2 separate regions of the Pan troglodytes genome follow, and region 2 is linked to region 1. A link is a contact called in public Hi-C data. All regions are on one chromosome and are shown on one strand. Each heading gives the region's core, a stretch centred on a gene start, on an enhancer-like site or on the middle of the called end of the contact. The rest is flanking DNA. Distances are from core to core; before and after follow the strand shown. Region 1 holds the start of ETAA1 (ETAA1 activator of ATR kinase). Region 2 overlaps MEIS1 (Meis homeobox 1).

Region 1 (5,007 bases), core at 1,432-3,931:
AGAACTTTGCCTGATGGAATTTATATGGGATTTATTTAACATTATGGAGGAGGGTTGGGAGGTCTAGCTTTTTTTTGCTCAACTTTATGTTTGTCAGATTTATCCATGTTGTCGCACAGAGTTGTAGTTTTCATTTTCATTGCTATTTTGTTGTGTGAATATAGTTCAATATATTTATCATTCTACTGTTGGAAAGCATTTGGTCCACTTACACTATGAAGTAATTTTGAATTGAATTTTACTGCTAAAAGCATTTTTCTTCCTCTTTGTTTTTTCTTTTTTTTTTTTCTGTTGCCCAGGCTGGAATGCAGTGGCACAATCATAACTCACAGCAAGTCAACTTCTGGGCTCAAGTGATTCTCCTTCCTAGTAGCTGGGACTACAGCCATGCGCCAAAATGCCCAGCTAATTTTTTGTATTTTTTGTAGAGATGGGTTTTCGCCATGTTGCCCAGGCTGGTCTCAAACTCCTGGGCTCAAGCAGTCCACCTGCCTCGGCTTCTCAAAGTGCTGGGATTACAGGCATAAGCCACTGCATCCCACCAAAGCATTTTTATAAACTGTATCTTGATGAACAAGTCCATGCATTTAAACAGAGAATATTCCTCAGAGTGGGATTGCTAGATCAAAAACTGGTTTCCAAAGTGGTTGTGCCAAATTATACTCTCACCAGCAGTACATGACAGCTTCCATTGGTTTACTGCCTCGATACCTATATTGTCAGTCTTTTTAACTTTAGCCATTCTGATATGGTTTTCATTTGCATTTTCCTGATTAAAAATGAATCTGATTTTTCCATAAGTTTGTTGATAATATTTTCTCTTGTGAAGATCCTGCTCAAGGGTCTCATCCACTTTTGGTTTTGACAGTCATCATTTCCTTAGTGATTTGTATCAGTTCTTCATATAACCTATATATAGGCCCTTAAATATGTCTTATAAATATTTTCTCCCAATTTGTGCCTTGCCCTTCCTTCTCTTTAATGTTGTTTTTGAATGGACAGAAGTTCCCAAATTATCAATTTTGTGTAGTCACATTTATAATTATGCCTGGTGACCTTTGTTTTATTTCAAATGCGTTCTCTGTCATGAAGACAATTTATACCTTCTAAAATGTTATTTTATCTTTTACAATTAAATTTATAATGAATATATATGCACTTGATTTGGGGATAAAGTTTGAGGTAAAGGTCATGTTTCTTTCTTTTTCTACATGAATATCAAATAGACCAAGCACTATTTAATTTCAAAAGTCCTTTTACCATTGCTCAGAAGGGTCACCTTTGTCTTAAATCGTGTTCATTTATATGGAAGTCTGTTTCTGTGCTATCCTGTTTCTTTCATCTTTGTCTATCCTGACACCATCATAACACTGTCTTAATTACTATAACTTTACATAAGTCTTGATACCTGGTAGATATCAACCCTCATTATTCTTCGAGAGATCTTCAAGAGTTTATTGATAATTTTGGTCCCTTGCATTTTCATATAAATTTTAGAAAAGACTTACCATGTTACACACACACAGTCACACACTGGGCCTTCATATGTATTTATGTTGAATCTATAGGTCAGTTTGGAAATAGCTGACATTGTAACAATATTGAGTCTCACAACCCATGAACATAGGGTAACCATTTATTTAGGTCTTCGTTTTCTTTCAAAAAAAAATTTTTTTTTTTTTTTTTGAGACAGGGTCTTGCTCTGTTGCCCAGGCTGGAGTGCAGTGGCGCAATCTCGGCTCACTGCAAGCTCCACCTCCCGGGTTCAAGCAATTCTCTGCCTCAGCTCCCGAGTAGCTGGGATTACAGGCACCCGCCACCACGCCTGGCTAATTTTTGTATGTATGTATGTATGTATTTACTTATTTTACACGAAGTCCCCCTCTGTCGCCCAGGCTGGAGTGCAGATGCGCGATCTCGGCTCACTGCAAGTGCAGTGGCGCAATCTCGGCTCATTGCAACCTCCGCCTCCCAGGTTCAAGCAATTCTCCTGCCTTGGCCTCCCCAGTAGCCGGGACTACAGGCACGCACCACCATACCCGGCTAATTTTTTGTATTTTTAGTAGAGACGGGGTTTCGCCATGCTGGCCAGGCTGGTCTTGAACTCCTGACCTCGTGATCCGCCTGCCTCGGCCTCCCAAAGTGCTGGGATTACAGGCTTGAGCCATGGCGCCCGGCCTCAAAAATGTTTTATAGTTCTCTTTGTAGGAAGGACAATCTTTAACTTATTCCTAGTTACTTGCTATCTCATGCACTATTATAAATAGTACCTCTTTAAAACTTCAATTTTATATTTGTTGCTAATCTATTGAAACACATTGGTCTTTGAATATTGACTTTGTATCCAGCAACTCTAAATTAATTTAGTAATTTTTTCTACTTTCTTTTGGATTTTTCTATGCACATATCATCTATGAAAAATTAGCTGTATTTCCTCTTCTTGAGAAATTCGAAGACTCTCAATAATCTGAATTTGACTAACGTGCAATTTTCGTTGTAAATTCAATAAAAAGTTGCTAGTGTATTCAATCTCCTTTCCAACTCACAAGCTCCCACTCTCGACTACTACCCGAACAACCCCCACCAGTCTGGAGGATTTTGAGCCTAGACACTCCTCCAGAGCAGGCTCCTGTCCCGGCTGCGGAAGTGCGCGCGCCCTGGGCACCTTAACAGTTCCGCCCCTCTCCCGGACCCAGCCAATCAGCGGCCGCATCTTGCGCGCGCCCCACCGACCAAAATGGCGGCTGCCGTTGGTGCCGGGTGCGGTTTGTAGTGCTGTTGCCCTACTCATCCCTTTGCAAAATGTGAAAGAAGAAGCGGCTGGTGGAGGCGGGCCATAGGCAATGAGTCGGCGAAGGAAACATGATGACAGCCCTAGCCCGAAGAAAACGCCGCACAAAACAGCGGCGGCGGAGGAATGCGGCTCGGTGGTCGAGCCAGGGAGGAGGCGGCTGAGATCGGCCCGCGGTTCGTGGCCCTGCGGGGCTAGAGAGGGGCCTCCCGGGCCAGTGCGGCAGCGAGAGCAGCCTCCGACCGCCGCCTTGTGCAGTAAAAGTAACCCCGAGGGTGAGACGTCGGCAGCGCGGCCTGCCTTGGGTTCGGCGCCGCATCCCCACAGCCCAGCTTGCAACAGGGAAATCTGGGGTGGGGGTGGAGTCTGGAGCGTGTATTCTGTCTCTGGGATTCACCCCTCGAGAGTCCAAAAATAATCCTATACCACTCCCCGATGGGCTTTTGTCCCCGAACTTAAGCACTACCCCGTTAGGTTTGACCATCCATTTGCCTCCGCCACAGGAATAGGTAATGTGGTTTACCTGTTTGCGGGAGGGCGGCTGCTTTCCAGGCTGCTCCTCCAGTCAGCAGCAGTGGTGGAGTGAGAAGAAACAGCTGATAGGCCCGCTAACCTCAGTTTTTGCCCGGAGAAGTTAGTTCTCTTTAAACCCTTTTTTTCCCCGTGACCTGCTTTAGAGAAGAGTTCATAGGAAAAGTTAAAAGTTTGTCTCAAAGCCTGGTAGATGTCTCACCTCATTGTGAATAAACCGGAAGTTCCTGTGTGTAACATCCCTCCAAATAAGATACTAAGGATCTCTTTCGTCTCGATTAGTTTTAGGTGTTACTTTTTAAAAGACTTCTAGTAAATCTTAGTTGGAACTGAAACTCATACAAAAGCCTTTATTCTGGAGCATGTTCTTGAAATAGTGCTTTTTTTTTTTTTTTTTTTTTTTTTTTTTACCTTACGTGTCTTTTTTCTTTTGGGAAAGAATCTCGCTCTGTCACCCAGGCTGGAGTGCAGTAGCACAATCTCGGCTCACTGCAACCTCCGCCTCCCGGGTTCAAGCGATTCTCCTGCCTCAGCCTCCCAAGTAGCTGGGACTACAGGCGTGTGCCACCTCGCCTGGCTAATTTTTTGTATTTTTGGTAGAGACAGGGGTTTCACCGTGTTAGCCAGGATGGTCTCGATTTCCTGACCTCGTGATCCACCCGCCTCGGCCTCCCAAAGTGCTGGGATTACAGCCACCGCGCCCGGCCACCTTACATGTCTTTAATAATACTCCTATAAAGCAATTTGGGAATGAACAAAAATCTTTATAAAAATTTGAAAGTGATTCTAGACAAAAATTCCCAAGCATTGGATCACTAATGGTTTTTGAAGAATGGCAATTAATGTAGATTAGATAGAGTTGGTGAAAGGGGGCTAAACATATTTAGGTTTCTGTTGGGTTACTTTGGATTTTTGAATGTACCTATAAATTACAGATGGTTCCCCAAAGCCTCCAAGACTCAATGGTAATAAATAGAATGACTTAGGTTATACAGTATTGTATTATGCATTCATAAAGCTTCTGGATTATCTAGAAGTGTTTGCTATTTACAATGTGAAGTTTGCGAAGTGCCGCGTGGATTTTTATGTGAAACAAGCATTTCTGTTACGGTTCAGGTAATTATCTCTGGGAAAAAAAATTATCTTGGACTATAAAAGTTAGTCTCAGCTATTTGACCTTGGGGTCTTACGAAGTAAGGTAATGCTTTAAAATGCAACAATTGTTATTTTACTCATATTTTATATAGAAAGGTATGAAACACCAAAGAGAGCGCTGAAAATGGACTCACTGTCATCTTCCTTCAGTTCTCCTAATGATCCAGATGGACAGAATGATATCTTTTGGGATCAGAATTCTCCATTGACAAAGCAGTTAGGTAATTAATTATTAACATTTTTTATGTGAGTAAATATTTGATAAATGATTCAGATTTAACTAGAATTCTAGTCAGATAATAGCATCGGGAACCTCTGAGAATGTTATATGATTTTATCTGTATAAGTATGTGATGTAAACACATAATCCTCTAAGCTGCACTAAATAAAATTACTTTCTAAGAAGTGACAGCTGTTTTTTAAAATTGAGGGTTTTTTGTTTAAAATTTATAGAAATGTCTTTGTTTCTTTAGGTAAAGGAAGAAAAAAACAGATTTACACCACAGATAGTGATGAGATTTCACATATTG
Region 2 (5,244 bases), core at 2,568-5,067, 820 kb before region 1:
GCCTGAACAGATGTAAATCGGGAAGGATGGGAAAAACTGCAGTCATCAACAATGATTAATCAGCTGTTGCAGGCAGTGTCTTAAGGAGACTGGTAGGAGGAGGCATGGAAACCAAAAGGCCGTGTGTTTAGAAGCCTAATTGTCACATCAAGCATCATTGTCCCCATGCAACAACCACCACCTTATACATCACTTCCTGTTTTAAGCAGCTCTAAAACATAGACTGAAGATTTATTTTTAATATGTTGACTTTATTTCTGAGCAAAGCATCGGTCATGTGTGTATTTTTTCATAGTCCCACCTTGGAGCATTTATGTAGACATTGTAAATAAATTTTGTGCAAAAAGGACTGGAAAAATGAACTGTATTATTGCAATTTTTTTTTGTAAAAGTAGCAGTTTGGTATGAGTTGGCATGCATACAAGATTTACTAAGTGGGATAAGCTAATTATACTTTTTGTTGTGGATAAACAAATGCTTGTTGATAGCCTTTTTCTATCAAGAAACCAAGGAGCTAATTATTAATAACAATCATTGCACACTGAGTCTTAGCGTTTCTGATGGAAACAGTTTGGATTGTATAATAACGCCAAGCCCAGTTGTAGTCGTTTGAGTGCAGTAATGAAATCTGAATCTAAAATAAAAACAAGATTATTTTTGTCATGCTGACTCCACTGCTTGAAAAATTTGTTTACTGCCCCCCAGATTTTTAAAGATTAATACAGTAAATATAAAAATTAATTTTGGCTCCCTAAGCCATATATGTATTTGACAATTTTAACCACAAAGTAAGTTATTTAATAATAACCACTGATTTCTTTAAGCTGACTTAATGAACTCCTGATATCAGCAAATTTGAGGCCTAAAGGCACTAAACTAACTCTAGACTCAGAATTACATCCAACAGAATTACTCATCTAATATCAGTGAAATTATTCTTGCACATAAAGGCAAACCTAAGTACAAAGTTAAGTCTTTTACTAAAGGATGTTACCTAGGATGAGCAGTATATGTTTATTAGGAAATTAACTACACGAATTGAAGAGACCAGACTTCAAAATCTAATTTTTATAAATATGCTCTATGTTCTCATTGGATAAAACTGGTTATTAACCAATTTTCCAGAACAGCTGTACAAGATTTCTGCATGGCAGCCGGCTAAATGGTAGAAAATAATATGTTTAAGCTGGAATAGCTTATAATTTTATTTAAATAAAATTGCTGCTATAAAAAGTGCTTCCCAAAGCTAAGGAAAATATACAAATATTTTAATTAAGGCAAATTCGTTTTAAAAAATAAGCCTTTCAGTAGTGATTGCTTTGTAAACAAAGGATGGGTCGGAGGAGAGAGAGCCTTAAACTCAAGTCTGACATTCAGGCCCAAGTCACCCTATAAACCGGCCCTTAGCAATTCTATTTTCTATTCGAAAAGAGAAACCAGCTGTGGGTTGGCTTTACTAGGTGATGTGTGATTGACTGACTCACCTGCTGGAGTAGCAATGCATTCTCACCTTTTGCTGATGGGGCCTTGTTTCTAAACACGTGGATGCGCAGAGAGCAAGGCTCAGCCTACTGCAGCCATCTCTGGCAGCGCCTCTACCCGTCCCCAGCCCATAGATGGGATTGTTTAAATCTCCCTTGTTGACCTAGTGGCAATTCTTCCTCTACCTAAATAGTCGATGTGAGTGAAATCATTCTCTTTTGATAGGTGGTTGCTAGCAGTTAACAACCATTTATTTACTTTAAAAATTAATAATAAACTTTATAAACTAACTGTCTATTTGCTCCTCCTCCCCAGTACATGCCCGGGTGAGTTGGTTATTTTCAGCCTTTATTCCTGAGGAGGCTCAGGATGGGTGGGGGAGGGAAAGAAAGGGGAGGAGGTGTGGTGGGGAGAGGGAGAGAGGCGAGAGGGAGAGACAGAGAGAAAGAGAGAGGCGCTAGGGGAGGGAGGTTTACAAGTGAAGAGTAGTTAGGGAATATGGTGATTCTGAAGAATCGAGATCAGCAGTGTCCAGGAATTAGAAAAAATAAACTGCTATTTCCGTGAGTTCCCCCTCTGTGAGCCATTTAGGTGAGAGCCTCGCTCTTCGCAGTTCCTTTCTTCCCCTGCCTCGATGCCCTCCCCTCTTAATGCTATTTTAGCTTTTCCTCTTGTAAATTTCAGAGCCAGCTCGAAGGTTATTGAGGACACTTATCCGAAAGAGGCAAATAATAGAGGTGCTGAGAGTGTTTTTGATGTTTCCTAAAAGGCAAAAACAAAACGCCCTCCTCTAAACAAGGGCACAAAATTGTACCTGGTTTTTATTTTTATTTGGTGGTGGGGGGGTGGGGGGGGGTGGAAAGGGGGCTGGCTCTGGCTGAATGAGACTACTTTTTAATATGATTTAAATTTTTTTCAAAAAATTAAAAATATTTTACCCTATCATATTTAATCAGCTGTAATTATAACACATTCAAAATGAATAATATGCCTTGACAGTATTTTTATTGTTATTGTTCATTGCATGATGTTCGACTGCTTTAGAAGCACAGGAAAGAGAAGTAAACGCGCTACAAATGGGGAATTACCCTCGTTTAGCATTAAAATTCATTTAGATAAAATTGCCACAAACATTTAAATGGGAAGATTAGTTCCCCCTCACGCCTTATTGCACTCGCTCAATGGTTCCGTTAAGAACATTTTACACGTTGGAAATTCCGTCTTCTCAGACGGCTTGCTGTTTCCTAGTTACCCACATTCAAAGCAAAGGCAGCAGCAAAGGCAGCCGCAGCAGCAGCAGCAGGGAAAAAAAAAAAAGTTTTGGCAACTGGTCTGCAATTCATCCGCTGCTCGCCCCAGTCTCCCCTCCGCCCGCTGCAGTCTGCCCCCACCCCTTCCCCTTCCCCACCCCTACCTCTTTCCCCTCATTATGTAATGCGCAGAGTCCCGTCCTCGAGGAAACACGTTGCCTAGTTGTGTAGTATTTATATACAATGTTAAAATACAAAGAAAGACCCTAAAGTCAGTCGAGTCGGTTCCTCTCTGGGTCTCCCTCTCCCTCTCCTGTTCTAAAATGAAGATTTAGCTTGAATGTGCTGAGTTTCTCACATCCCGTACCCTGAGGCCACAAGGCACGTTTTTTGGCTTTCATTTCTGCCAGGACTTTTCCAGGAAATTCACCACTGCTTTTCGCTTGTATTAGAAACGTGTGAAAGAATTCGTCTGAAAAGTCCATGCACCGTCTAGCTTTTCTCTCCCCCTTTTTTTTCTTCTCCTTCTCCTCCTCCTCCTCCTTCTCTCTCTCTGTCTCTCTCTCCGCCCCCCACTCTCGCACTCCCCCATCCTCCTCTCTCCCCCTCCCTTCGCAGAGCCACAGGAAAAGAGGAAAGTCGGCTTCGACTGCCATCTTTTGGGGATTTCGAAAAACGACTCGGTAGGAAACGGAGGGAGGCGGAGGCGCGGGAGTGGGGGAAACCCCCTTATTATCCAGTGTCGGAACTGGCTCCCTTAATCTGATGCTTAAATATTTGATGTGGAAAAATTACCCATAAAATTAGTTACTAACAATTTCAAATTGAAATCACTTATCGAATTATAAACGCATTAAAGCTGTATGGATGGTATTAGGAGTTCCTCGGGAGGCAGCGGGTGTCTCCTTGAAGTGAGCCAGGCGGGCGAGTTTCGCCCCGGGGAAAAGAGCCCCCAGCCGAGCCCGGGGGCAAGGCCGGGAGGGCGGCGCTGCAACCTGGGCGCAGGGTCCGGGTCAGGGGGATCGAGCGGGCGGCCGGGTCCTGGTGGAGGCTGCGGCTGCTTCGGCTCGCGGGGGCGGGGAGAAGGGGAGGGGAAGGAGCCTTGGTGGGAGGCTCCGACCCCGGAGCAGAGGCGCCTACCAGCAAACTTCGTAGTGAAGTCGCAGGATTCTGAAAAGGAAAAACGCAAGCCCTGCCCTCCCCCTCCCTCTCGCGTCTCCCACGCGGCGTGCAGACCTCGCGCTCGACTTTGCGATCGGGGTTAGTTGCTGTGTGCAGTGTCCCCCAAGTCTGCGGGAGGAGCGGAAGGGTATAGGCTCCAGTCCTGGGGTTGGGCCCGGCTCCGTGCCCCGAGAGGAAATCCAGCGGGCAACTGCGCAGAGCTCCAGCCAGGACGGGCTACCCCTGAGTCCCTCGATGCGCTGGGTCCCGGCCTAGGCCCCAGTGCGTGGGCGGGCAGGTCTTTGCCCCGAGACCACAGCTCTGGCCGCGGGGGGTGGGGAGGTGGTTGCACGGGCGCCTGCCTTACCCTCCTGCCCTCACCCCCATCTGAGAGTCTAGTCTAAGGGACTGTTGACTTTGTCTCTGGAGATGGGGCGACCAGGGGTCTGCGAAGGAGGTTGTGGAGAGGCACCTCCTGGGTGCAGGTCCGGGCGCTCTTTCCTCGGAACCTCACGGAGTGCTTTGTAGTAGCCCGGAGACTTCCTAATAGACTTTGCCACATCGGGGGCCCCAGACTCCAGAGTCCCATAGTGGCCCTGGGAGCGCGACCCAGAGAGCCTGGGGGCTGGGGGGCACATGGAACGCGTGCACGGCCCGCTAGGAGGGCGTTGGGAGGAGAGTGCCGGAGTCTGGAGCCGCAGCCGGGAAGCCGTAGACAGCACCCCGACGCCTTAGGCAGAAGCTCCTCAGGATCAGTTTAAAAGCTCTGCAAATTTCCCCAGCCTTTCGGATACCCTCAGGCCCTTGGCCCACGGGAAGGCAGTAAAAACGTAACTTCATGCTGCAAAGCTCCCGGGTAGGCGCTTGGACGCCGATGGAGAGAGGCGTGGAACTGGGTAGTGGGGCGCCCTGCCTGGCTGGGCACTTTTCCTTGTCTCATTCTCGTCTCCCATGCCATGCCTTACCCACTGGCTGCTAGCGGCGCGTTTCACTTAAGGTGGCCACGGTGCGGAGACTACAGGAGCCTGGGAATCCCAGGGTTTGGGGAAAAAGTAGTGAGCGAGAAAGGGGGGGTCGGGGACCTGAGGAAGACAGCTGATGGCTGGGAGAGGGAGGGCTCCCTTTTCGGCCCGCTCTACCCGCCAAGGAGTCTGAAACATTCTCTCCCTAGGCGGAGCTGAAAGGAAAAACAAACAACGTATTGAGCAATCAGTTCGCCAACATCTGAGCTTTAAAGCGCCTTTGCTCTGAAAATAGTACCCTGGGGGTCTCAGTGGGGAGATGGGGGAAGCATTTTTAGGGCCTTGATTCTGGCTTGCCGCGCCCCACGGGTCACCCCTCCGCGCGCTGC

The links. Hi-C and Micro-C count contacts between places; a contact is called where the count stands out from the background.
Region 2: a contact with region 1 is called in a Hi-C map of stem cell-derived neural progenitor cells, with 6 times the contacts expected there. The contact joins the enhancer-like site here to the promoter of ETAA1 in region 1. A contact is called at or near these places in 1 of 7 Hi-C or Micro-C datasets (stem cell-derived neural progenitor cells) and 1 of 1 datasets of contacts at active chromatin or transcription factors (stem cell-derived excitatory neurons).

What each region holds. Positions count from the first base shown.
Region 1 is chr12:55,325,121-55,330,127 of NHGRI_mPanTro3-v2.0_pri, reverse strand. It overlaps ETAA1 (ETAA1 activator of ATR kinase), which reads left to right and starts at 2,681. Exons shown (of 6, transcript XM_001167176.7): 1 at 2,681-3,066; 2 at 4,570-4,698; 3 at 4,951-5,007. The coding sequence starts at 2,844. It overlaps LOC100612620 (a long non-coding RNA gene), which reads right to left and starts at 3,689. Exons shown (of 8, transcript XR_010149111.1): 1 at 3,315-3,689.
Region 2 is chr12:56,148,829-56,154,072 of NHGRI_mPanTro3-v2.0_pri, reverse strand. MEIS1 (Meis homeobox 1) reads left to right here. Exons shown (of 13, transcript XM_063789038.1): 13 at 1-663. Among named protein-coding and RNA genes, the nearest start is that of MEIS1, 140 kb to the left of the region's middle. Within about 2 kb of position 3,817, at least 11 of the 24 cell types and tissues checked have an H3K27ac peak or open chromatin away from gene starts, as enhancers often do. A contact at or near this core is called in stem cell-derived neural progenitor cells, where this site is marked.